2 separate regions of the Hordeum vulgare genome follow, and region 1 is linked to region 2. Evidence: chromatin contacts called from public Hi-C data. All regions are on one chromosome and are shown on one strand. The core of a region is the stretch at or near the end of the contact, and the rest is flanking DNA. Distances in the headings are between cores, read along the strand shown.

Region 1 (5,658 bases), core at 1,138-3,637, 740 kb after region 2:
GCATCCACCAAGATGGTGGTTGGCGACAGAGCTACTGCCTTATTCTAGGAGGACCGTTCGCTTGATGGCTGGGCAATCTCGGAGATAGCTCCCAAGCTCCGTACCAAGAACGGACGGACTGTTCGGGATGCCTTGACCTATCGCCGTTGGATCACGAATACGAGACCATGGAGCGTCTTGTGCGTCATGGCTTACAGCACACACCGAGTTGTGTGCTATGCGACCAGTCGGATGAGACGATGGCACACATCCTCTCTGGCTACTCCTTCTCGCACACGGTCTTGCACGAGGTGCTCTCCTGGATCAGTCAACTGCTATTGGCCCAGCCGAGGGGGGTTACTTTGTGGATTGATGGCAAGAAACTTGCCTCTCGGTTCCTACGAACCTCGGCTCGGAAGGTCGCGTCCTCGGTCATCCAGCTGATGGCTTGGTGCATCTGGAAGCATCGTAAAGCAATCATCTTAAACGCTCGGCTCGACCACAACCATCTCATCGACACGATCAAGTCGGAGACTAGGCAGTGGGCTGTAGCGGGCACGTCTAGGCTTGCAGCTTTGCTCCCGGAGGGAGCCACGACTAGCGTCTAGGGGTGTTGTGTTGTGCGTTGGGTGTGGCCTTGATTGGGCTATTGTATGTCAGGTGTGTCCTTCTTGGGGCTTGTAATGACTTCTCTATCAATACAATGAAATGCAAAGCTTTTGTGTTTTCTCGGAAGGGGGGGGGGGGATACAGGATTAGAGAAACACCCAATAACTAAATGTCATGACATATTGAATCCTACATGAATTGAAAGGACATGAACAAGTACTAGAAACTATTTGGTTATCTGGTTGCTCCATAAAAAAACACATGAATTTTTTAAGGAATTAGATGCATTGCCATAGCCCACACTTGCCAGACCCAGAAAAATTTCCATAGCTCTAAGCCTTGGCTAGGAATTCTATGGAATTAGGGTGTATGGAAACCATAGTAATTTTGGTGTTCACAGTTTTTAGTTTTCTGCTCCCATGTGTCTCTATGGGAAAATTTTCTAGGGGTTGAAAATCCTTCCATCTAAAGGAGCTACAAAGCATGTTAACTGTGATTTTCATATTTTCAACAGAAATGTTGATGAATTTTAAATCCTTTAAATGAAATATGTCTAACTGAGCTGTCTCCGTTGGGGGGAGTTCATTGTTAACCCAAACTTCAAATAAATGTATACATTTAAATATGACAGAATAATCATCTAATACATCTTTCTTATACATAGAATGGACAATTGTCATGTTCTTGCTGCTAAATGTATCTGGTCTATCAGATGTTCCATGCTATAATTTCTGATGAAGACCAAAAGAATACATTTTAAGGTAGGAAGGATTTTACTGGTGTGCATACAATAGGAAAGAAAAACATAGTAATCAGCATTTAGTTACGTAGGTTTTGTTTTGTTTAATGAAAAGAATCCAGAACAAATTTTCAAATTATCATTCAACTGTTGGAGAAATATGCATTGGGTAATGTTTATGTTTTGGATAATAGAAACTTTCCTGCATCCCTCTCCGCCACCACTCCATGGTACCTCTGGGCAAGTTGCAACAGCTCCCTGTCCTTCTCTAGCTTACTGTTCCGCTTGACGACCTTACGCTTTGGCTCGCCAATCTCCTACAAAGTCATGGAAATCAATCCAGTTTAGCAAACACTCATCTTCCCACCAACACCATTTCCGCAGTGGCAGAGAAATCTAGGCCTCGTCCATTTCTGCATTGACAACCTTTTGATTGGGCAGCGATTCTGCTTGCTCTACCACAAAGCTCTCCTTCATTGCATCTTTGGCACCTGCGCCAAGAGCATCAAAACAAGGTGAGCAAACATATTCCAGACTTCAATGGATGGGCGAAGCCGCTTAAGTCGCCTCGTTCGCCCTGAACTGTAACTGAAGATTTGATGTCGAAATTAGACGACAACAGATCAGGAAGCAGTCAGCGCGTGAGAGGGGGGCAGAGAGATCACCTCCTATGTCTGCGGCGGGCCCCTGATGCTCGAGGGCACGCTCCGGCTCCGAAGCGGCGGCAGCCATAGAGAGGCTCCGCAGGGCGTCGGCGGCGTCGGCGGGGGTGGACGGGGCGGCTAGGGTTTCCTCGCCGCCGGCGCGGGCGGCTCCCTCGTGATCAGGGCCGAGGGCGGGATGCAGGGGATCGCCGGCGGCGGGGGCGGATGAGACTGCCTGGGCCTGGTCGGCGGAGGAGCTCTCGACGAAGCCATCGGGGAGCGCGTCGGCCTCGGGGAGACGCGTCGCCGGCGAGCCTTCCATTGGTGGAGAGAGAGAGGGAGAGAGTGAGAGGTGTCGCCGCGCAGTCCCCTTGTGCTGGTGTCCTGTGTTTCGTGTAACTCTGCTGCTGCGAACACGCGTTCGGCACAAGGACAGTCATAACTCCGTCACTCCGTGTACTCTACGTAAATCCGCCGTATAAGATTCATGTTCAGAGAACGGAGATGAATTCACCTCTGTTTGTTCTAGTTTCAGCAATCGAATCTGAATGATCTTCGATTCATAAATGGGGTTATTGGACTGTCAAATTCAAACTTGGTTCATGTGCAAAAAAAGAGAAAAACTTTGTCCCGAATACATAGTAATGTACTCCCTCTGTACCTAAATAATTAGTTCTTCCCAACTACACTTATTTAGGTATACAGAGGGAGTAGTTTCTATATTGCAGATGATGATCGATCTTAGCCAAAATGCACGTACATTTGCATAAGTGCAAAATTGGTTTCGGCCATATATACAACACGAACACACACACAGCAGTTAGCCCATCTTCAGATGCAGTGACCTGAAAAGTTTACTCTGTAGTACAGTGTCATCTTAAAACAAATGTTCCTCATAGTTTCCCCTCAGAAGCGTCCAGTCCAGTGACCATTTAACCTCAGCAATCCATTTTCTGTACCCTCCACGTTTCAAACCACACCAAACTTCAGATAGACACTCTGTTAAGATACACTGAACACCTCACATGCGGACGGGCTTGTAAAACATGGCCTGTGGACTCTTGAATGCACATATTTTCAAATGGAAAGTTATGAGCTCAAGTATCAAGTTGCTGATCGCAGCGCTCCTCTTGAGTCTGTAAGATACGCGGCAGATGGGCGGTTATCTTCAGCATCTGCAAAGCCAACCACAAAAATGTAAGGAGTAGCGTATACTTGAGACACGGCATCACAAGTTACTTTCACCTGGGTCTCTCTTTAGTCCAGGTACTAGGCCTCACAAAATTAGTTGTAATTCATTCCTCGTCCAATAATATGGTTCTTGAGGTCGATATGCTATTGCGCATGTTATGTGGAGAACACTACCCGATTCAGAAAGATTAATTGCTCATTACCTTATTCGTGGTTGGATGACAAAGGACCAGCCAATGAGCATGTAAGTGATACCCACAGTCTCCCGGAACAGGCTGTAAAGGCCTCTCGTAACCTCTAAAAATTGTTAGTAAGGTTAGCTAAACTAGGTAAAAGAAAAGATCGGGGGAGAGGACGTACTTCGCAGCAAAACTAAAAGATGAAAGAATTACCCGTCATATGCAAAAGAAATATCCGTACTAGTAGGTTCCAGGTCATGAAATTTAGGCTGCCCACCAATACCATAGAGAGGATCATCTGGAAAAAAAACATGCAGTGCCTGAACTTTGGAATCTATTTAATGGAAATAGGGTCTACCATGCCCTTTATTTAGAAAGAAAAATTACCGATGATATGCAAAAACACGGTTAGCTAAGCCTGGAAGAAAGAGCTCAAGTACAATTATGCCCATCACAATAACAGAAGTGTTTTGACTTACCAACAAGAGGGTGTCCAATGTATGCAAGGTGTATCCGTATTTGGTGAGGCCGTCCTGAATGAATTTCAACCTGCTCCAGTCAAGGAAAAGAAACAGTGTCACATATAAGAAACCATAATCGAACCCTTATACACATCAGCAATTCGAGGGAACAATGTGCATATGTAAATGAATATGTAAAGGCAAGACATAAAACCCCATCGTACCTGGACCAGCGTTTGGTTTTGGTGCGCAAGTCTCTCAAGAACACACACTTTGCTCATGGCTGGCTTCCCTGAGAATTAATAATGCAAGATAAAACCACGTAAGGCCATGTCCAAGGCAGTGCTAACAGCAGGCAGTAATCATGGTCATTTTGCCAGTTTCAGCCTTATTCCGGGTATCAGCATTGACATCGCTGCTGCAACTGGAGACGGACACTCCAAGCTATTCATGCAGGTGGAATTTCTCGCCAGGCAACAGCACTACGCTCTGATCTCCACTTGATTCGTTAGCTTGTTTTTTACGATCTAGACTGTATTCATCTAGCGGGATACAAGTACTATACTGGTACTCCTTGGCATATTAGTTTGTGCTACATGCCTACATGTCTGCCTTAATTAATACCATATCCTGCATGCAGCTTTAACTAGCAACATCTCTCTTTTCTTTTTGAGAGCCTTTAATTATCTAACAGAATTGTCTAAGAAGCTGAGAGCTCTGGAGATTCCGCTAAAACCGATAAAACAAATACAGCCGAGACTTGGCTGTTCTAGGTATATACAGACGCTTGCTAAATTTACATTGGAATTAATGGACGCTTCAATCAAAATTTAACTACCTAAGTGTCCGTAAAATAATTGCCTGGATTGGACATCGAGGCTCTTATGCTAGACGCTTTCTAACGTGCTGTCTCTAATCATTTTTATAAGCATCTCTGCACTGGAGATACATTAATAAATCAAGCAAGATATGTTCGATATAACTTATATTGTCGATTTTAGTAAGCCCATTCTTGGTTCGGTAAACTTGTAGTACCTGAGGAACATGCCACATAAAGTCCCTCTGCAACTCCAGGGTAATGAACCAATCCTATGGGTTGAGTAATCACATCCTGCAGGTGCAAAGAAAAAAAAATACCATAAATACTTGTTTACAAGAAGGGCCATTATACACATCTTCTAAGCAAGATATCAGTTAGGATAGTGTAATTCATAGGCGTGAGTGGGGAAAGGACAGCACCTCATCATGTTCAAGTATACCAGTTACTAATGCTCGATAGAATTTTGAAATTTTCCATTCCTTGCCAACCTCAGTTCCATCCCTAGAAATTAAATTAATCACTTAAACAATACTGGGTGGTGCTAACGGCACATATACTCTTTCCAAATTTAGAAGAGAAGATTGTACACCTTTTCTTCTCTGCATTTGCAGCACCTTCTGCAAAATAAGATGCAAGTTGAACTTTGGCAAGCTTTGTCTTGGCACAAAGCAGTAGACCTAACATGGAACATGCAGAGCATCAGCAATAGCAAAGACTTTACATATGGCAATGCAGAGGTAACAAACATTTTTCTGTGAGATACATTTTTTAACCAAAAAATTAGTAGGAAAATGAGGCTTCATTGCAGAAGAGCTCTTTGTTACATTATGGTAAAAAAAGGTCTGTCGCAAATTTTGGATTAATATCTTGTAACATATCAAAGTAATGCCAGGAACAGCAAATACGTATTTCTCCTAGATTCCTGGTTTCACAGGCAAAGAACAAAATTCATATCTGCTAGAACTCAACTGGTCAGATTGAACCAAATAAAACGCTACAAACCTGACGTTCCCCTTCCTAATCGATGAACAGGTAC
Region 2 (5,359 bases), core at 1,660-4,159:
AGGCATCAAAAGAAGAAGACACCAAAGTAATACTAACACAATCGACGCATCAAGAAGACGTTAACTTTTTGATCAGTTCAACCCAAACGACAAAGCAATCACCATGGAAAACTTGCAACTCAATGTAGTACAGGTCATGAGCTAAAAATTAGTCAATAAATGCAAACTGAGCAAATTGATCATGGTTTGTACAGTAAGCACATGAGGAATGTGGGCACTGGACAATTGGCCAGCATATCCATACATTTCACGATCAAAATAAGAAGCTCGGCAAAGTTCCTATTGTTATGCCCAAAAAATGTGTTCCTGCATGCCAAGAGCAGAAAAAGGCACCTGCTGGAAGATTCGACGAGCCTCATCTTCCTGTAACCGCCCTTTCTCAACAATGCAGTCGAATAGCTCCCCATACTTGCAATATTCCATCACAACAAATATATCTGTAGGTGTGTAAATGACCTCATAAAGCCGGATGATATGAGGGTGAATGAACAACCTCAATATCTTGATCTCTCTCTTTGCTGGAAACAAGATATGAGAAAACAATAGAAGTAAAGCGTTAGACATTCAGCCTATGAAGAAATTCAAGCTGCAAATTTTACTAACTCACAGCAACAACACAAGGTGAACTTTCTTCTTTACGGAAGCCGGATGTATCCTAGGCTAATGTACTTTATCTCGACTAATTGATTAACTGGGAATCAGGAACACACTCACAAGTCTGACCAGCACTGACAGCAGATAACTAGAAATCTTGAGCAAGCAAAGCCCAATTTATCCAGACTAATGTACAAGGAAGCATACCTTTCTCTTCCATGTTCATAGTTCTCATTTGACGACGGTTCAGAATCTTTATAGCAACTTTGTGCCCTGTATGCTTATGTTCTGCAATCCTCACTTTTCCAAATGTGCCTATACCTAATGTTCTGCCCAGATTGTAGTTCTTTAACGCTTCAGAATGCCCGCCTCCTCTAGTGTTCCCATCCATTTTCACTATGTCAAAAAACAAAGAGAAACAATATATGTGATTCAGCAAACAGTTTTATAGTTCAAACGATATATGCACATTAGGTTGAATCTGAAACATTTCTAATCGGATACCCTCTTCTTAGAGACCTTGAGCGTGACATGAGTAGGCTTGCCAAAAATATCACTATGGACATGAGTGGCGAGGGCAAGTGTGGTTTAAAGGTCAATGAAATGGGTGAAGTACCCTTCTCAAATAGGGACAGACACATATTCAGTCGCTGAAGTGTGGTTCAGTGAGATGATGAGCAACAAACAATGTCGCGTAGCGAGTATAGGGTCATAATTTTTTTCTCGAATACGCACAAGCATGCCGTTACATTTTGGATAACAATGCTTTGCACTCCACCTCTACCTCTACCCTGGCCTATAAAGTGGACTACTCACTCCGGACCCACCTTGTCAACGCGGCAATGCCCCAAATAAAGGGTTCAAATCTCCTATTAATAGGCCCGCCTGCCTCCATACTTGACCCTCAGTGATCATCCTACTTATGACACGACGTATCGATGGTGAGGATCATAATATATTACCATAAAAATGGCTGCATCTGCATGCGCCGTTTTGGATTGACTAGGGGCTTGTTTGGATTACCGTTTCCTTTTAAATACACTTGTAAAGAATAAACGTCTCGGCCCGCCGTTTCGGGGCAGAAATCCGGAAACGGCTCAGCGGACGGTAAGATACACGTGTAAGTTAAACACCTCAGTATTAAATTACATTGATTCCAAGCACGGCCTAGAGGCCTTTACTGATATGCATCAGGTCTGGCAAGCAAGTATGGTTTTGGGATAACAAAACAACCATCATGTTGGTACTTTGGATGCCCCTGGTGCGAAGAAAGAGATGACACATGGAATCCTAGTGGGTGAACATGCAAAGTTTTCTTAAAAAGGTTCACAACCACCATGACTAGGCTTGTATGGTAACATGGACCTGGAAGAGACATACAAAGGAATGCAGTCATCCAACAACTGAGCTGAAAAAAGAGCAGAGCTCAATAAATGGGAGGTTCTAGTGGGCAGAGTACAACATAAATCTGTAACGGTGCACATTAATACTCCAATAAAATTAAGCTAGCCATGAATCTACTACTAGTACTACTACAGTACTCACCAACTGCGCACACAATAATTACACGGAATCGTGTCGGTATCAGGATCAGAATCAGAATCAGAATCCGTGACTCTGCAGTAGGAGTATCTTTTTGCCCGAGCAGTGAATTTGGGGAAAGTGAGATCGGCCGATCGATCAAACAATAAATCAAGCAACCGATCGGTGAATAATCAAGGTTTAGCTCCCAGCAGGACGTGAATGTTGGTCCGGGGGGATCTGCGGTGAAGATCTTTGTTGGGAGGGAAGAAACGAAGAGGAAGGAGTAGGAGAAGACTGCTACCCGAAATCCCCACAAACAGCACACAAACTAAATTCCCCACTTCATCCGCGCAGCCAAAAACCCAAAACCGTGGATTCACCTCGCTTCCCCTCGCCGAACAGCCAGGCAGCAGCCCCGCAGAGTTAGACTGTTGGAGCACGCGCGAACCACACCCCAGCTCCCTACCACGCCGCCCGTCCCGCGAACTACTACTACCGAAGCAAGCAACGACGGCGCAGAAACAGCAGGCGCCAGCCGGGAATCGCAACGGAGAGAAAGCGTGAATCTACGAGATAAGCTGGGCGATTGCCTCACCTGGCCAAATCCCGCGGTCAACCGCTCGGACGGGGAGGAGGCGCGCGGCTCGGCAGCGGAGACGACGAGAGCGCCCAGCGGAGGAGGTTTTGGGGTCGGTTAGTACTTCTCCGGGGGTGGGAGGCTTTAGGAGAGAGCAGCTAAGCCTAAGCTTAGTTTAAGGCGAGCCGGGCCAGTGGGGGGCGGGCTAACCGGGGAAAGACGAGCATCAGCATGGCGCTTGCGTGTCGCCTCCCTCCCGTGCCGCTTCCTGTTTTCCTCCTCTGTCGTTTCTCCCCGTCAGTTTTTTTTTTTTCTCTTAGCTCTAGTCTGGTGCTTCGTCATCGCGCTCGCGGAAAGGAAATTGGCTCGTCACCCTCACCGTCTTCCGTCGCTTGTGTGAGAGGAGTATGGATTGATCGGTGACGAGGCGCTGATGCGGTGCGGCGTTGGAGCCGTGCAACGTTGTTGCGTGCGCGACGAGGACGTTAGATCGGGTGCGCACGTTAGGCTCTTTTCCTCCCCCCGAATTTGTTTGTTTTGATGATTTATACTATAACCTGTCACCATCCTGGTAGCACGTGTTTCCTGCTTACTTTCGGGTGGCGGTGGCACCGGCGAGCCATCGGTCTCTATCCTATGCTTGGCGACGGCGACACGGCCTAGGCCTCGCCGGCTTGAGCATGTTTGTTTTTCTTATTTGCTGCCGACCCAACCGATACGGCCCGACGTGGTGTTTTTCCGGCGGCCGAAACTTTCACCTGCCACGCGCTGGACGTGGGATCAATACTGATCCAACCGATTGTATCGCCTCTCATGCATATGCCCATTCCTTCTTATGAAAACGTTTGAACGCGGCCTATGTGTAGAAACTTCTGTCAATGTACCAATAAAACTTATCCAACTGACCGTATCGCCTCTTACGCGGGCCCATTCCTTCTCATGGAAACGTTCGGGCGAGGCACGCCAGTCGAAGCTTTCGCCGGTTGATGTGAGATCAAAGCTTATCCAACCCATTGCATTGCCTCTCGTGCCGGTCAACTCCCTTCTTATGGAAATGTTCGGACGCGGCGCGCCTGTCGAAACTTCCGCCGGTAGATGTGGGATCAAAGCTAATCCAACCGATCGTATCGACTCTCACACAAGCCAACTCCTTCTTATAGAGACGTTTGGACGTGGCACGCCGGTCGGCGTGGGATTAAAGCCGCAACTGATCGTATCGCCTCACACGCAAGCTCACTCCTTATGGAAACCTTCTGACCCGGAGCGTCGGCCGAAACTTCCGCCGACCGACGTGGGATCAAAGCTGATCCAACCGATCATATTGCCTCTCACGCAGGCTTACTCCTTCTTATGGAAACGTTCGAACGTGGCGCGCCGACCGAAACTTCCACCGATTGACGTGGGATCAAAGCTAATCTAACCGAGAGTATCGCCTCTCACGCATGCCCAATCCTTCTTATGGAAACCTTCGGACGCGGCGCGTCGGCCGAAATATCCGCCGGTCGAGGTGGGACCAAAGTTGGTCCAACGGATTGTATCGCCTCTCACGCAGGCCCACTCCTTCTTACGGAAACGATCGAACACGTCGCGTCAGCCGAAACTTCCGCCGGTCGACGTGGGATCAAAACTTATCCAATCGATCGTATAGCCTCACGCAGACACATTCCTTCTTATGGAAACGTTCAGACGCGACGCACCGGCCAAAACTTCCGTTGGTCGACTTCCGCCGGTAGATGTGGGATCAAAGCTAATCCAACCGATCGTATCGCCTCTCACACAAGCCAACTCCTTCTTATAGAGACGTTTGGACGTGGCGCGCCGGTCGACGTGGGATCAAAGCCGCAACTGATCGTATCGCCTCACACGCAAGCTCACTCTTTATGGAAACCTTCTGACCCGGAGCGTCGGCCGAAACTTCCGCCGACCGACGTGGGATCAAAGTTGATCCAACCGATCATATTGCCTCTCACGCGGGCCCACTCCTTCTTATGGAAACGTCCGAACGTGGCGCGCCGACCGAAACTTCCACCGGTTGACGTGGGAACAAAGCTAATCTAACCGAGAGTATCGCCTCTCACGCATGCCCAATCCTTCTTATGGAAACCTTCGGACGCGGTGCGTCGGCCGAAATATCCGCCGGTCGAGGTGGGACCAAAGTTGGTCCAACGGATTGTATCGCCTCTCACGCAAGCCCACTCCTTCTTATGGAAACGATCGAACACGTCGCGTCAGCCGAAACTTCCGCCGGTCGATGTGGGATCAAAACTTATCCAATCGATCGTATAGCCTCACGCAGACACATTCCTTCTTATGGAAACGTTCAGACGCGGCGCACCGGCCAAAACTTTCATCAGTCGATGTGGGATCACAACTGATCCAACCGATCGCATCGCCTCTCACGCATGCCCATTCCTTCTCATGGAAACGTTTGGACGCGGCGCGTCGGCTCAAACTTCCACTGGTCAACATGGGATCAAAACTGATCCTATCGATCGTATCGCCTCTCACGCAGGCCCACTCCTTATGGAAACGTTCAGGCACAGCATGCTGGCCGAAATTTCCACTGGTCAATCTGGGATCAAAATTGTTTCAACCGATCGATCGTGTCGGCTCTCACGCATGCCCAATCCTTCTTACGGAAACGTTCGGACCCGGCGCCACGGG

What was found. A called contact is a pair of places that touch in the nucleus more often than the background predicts.
Region 1: a contact with region 2 is called in a Hi-C map of seedling, with 4 times the contacts expected there. The contact joins the promoter of LOC123448929 here to the promoter of LOC123448926 in region 2. A contact is called at or near these places in 3 of 6 Hi-C or Micro-C datasets (leaf and seedling) and 1 of 1 datasets of contacts at active chromatin or transcription factors (embryo).

The regions. Positions count from the first base shown.
Region 1 is chr4H:454,326,600-454,332,257 of MorexV3_pseudomolecules_assembly, forward strand. It overlaps LOC123448929 (beta-taxilin), which reads right to left and starts at 2,388. Exons shown (of 11, transcript XM_045125973.1): 1 at 1,993-2,388; 2 at 1,754-1,818; 3 at 1,530-1,644. The coding sequence starts at 2,293. LOC123448930 (RNA pseudouridine synthase 5) reads right to left here. Exons shown (of 14, transcript XM_045125974.1): 6 at 5,625-5,658; 7 at 5,212-5,299; 8 at 5,042-5,123; 9 at 4,838-4,913; 10 at 4,027-4,094; 11 at 3,821-3,890; 12 at 3,555-3,639; 13 at 3,366-3,459; 14 at 2,607-3,146. The coding sequence ends at 3,069.
Region 2 is chr4H:453,584,374-453,589,732 of MorexV3_pseudomolecules_assembly, forward strand. It overlaps LOC123448926 (serine/threonine protein kinase OSK4), which reads right to left and starts at 2,910. Exons shown (of 11, transcript XM_045125970.1): 1 at 2,714-2,910; 2 at 802-990; 3 at 334-518. The coding sequence starts at 985.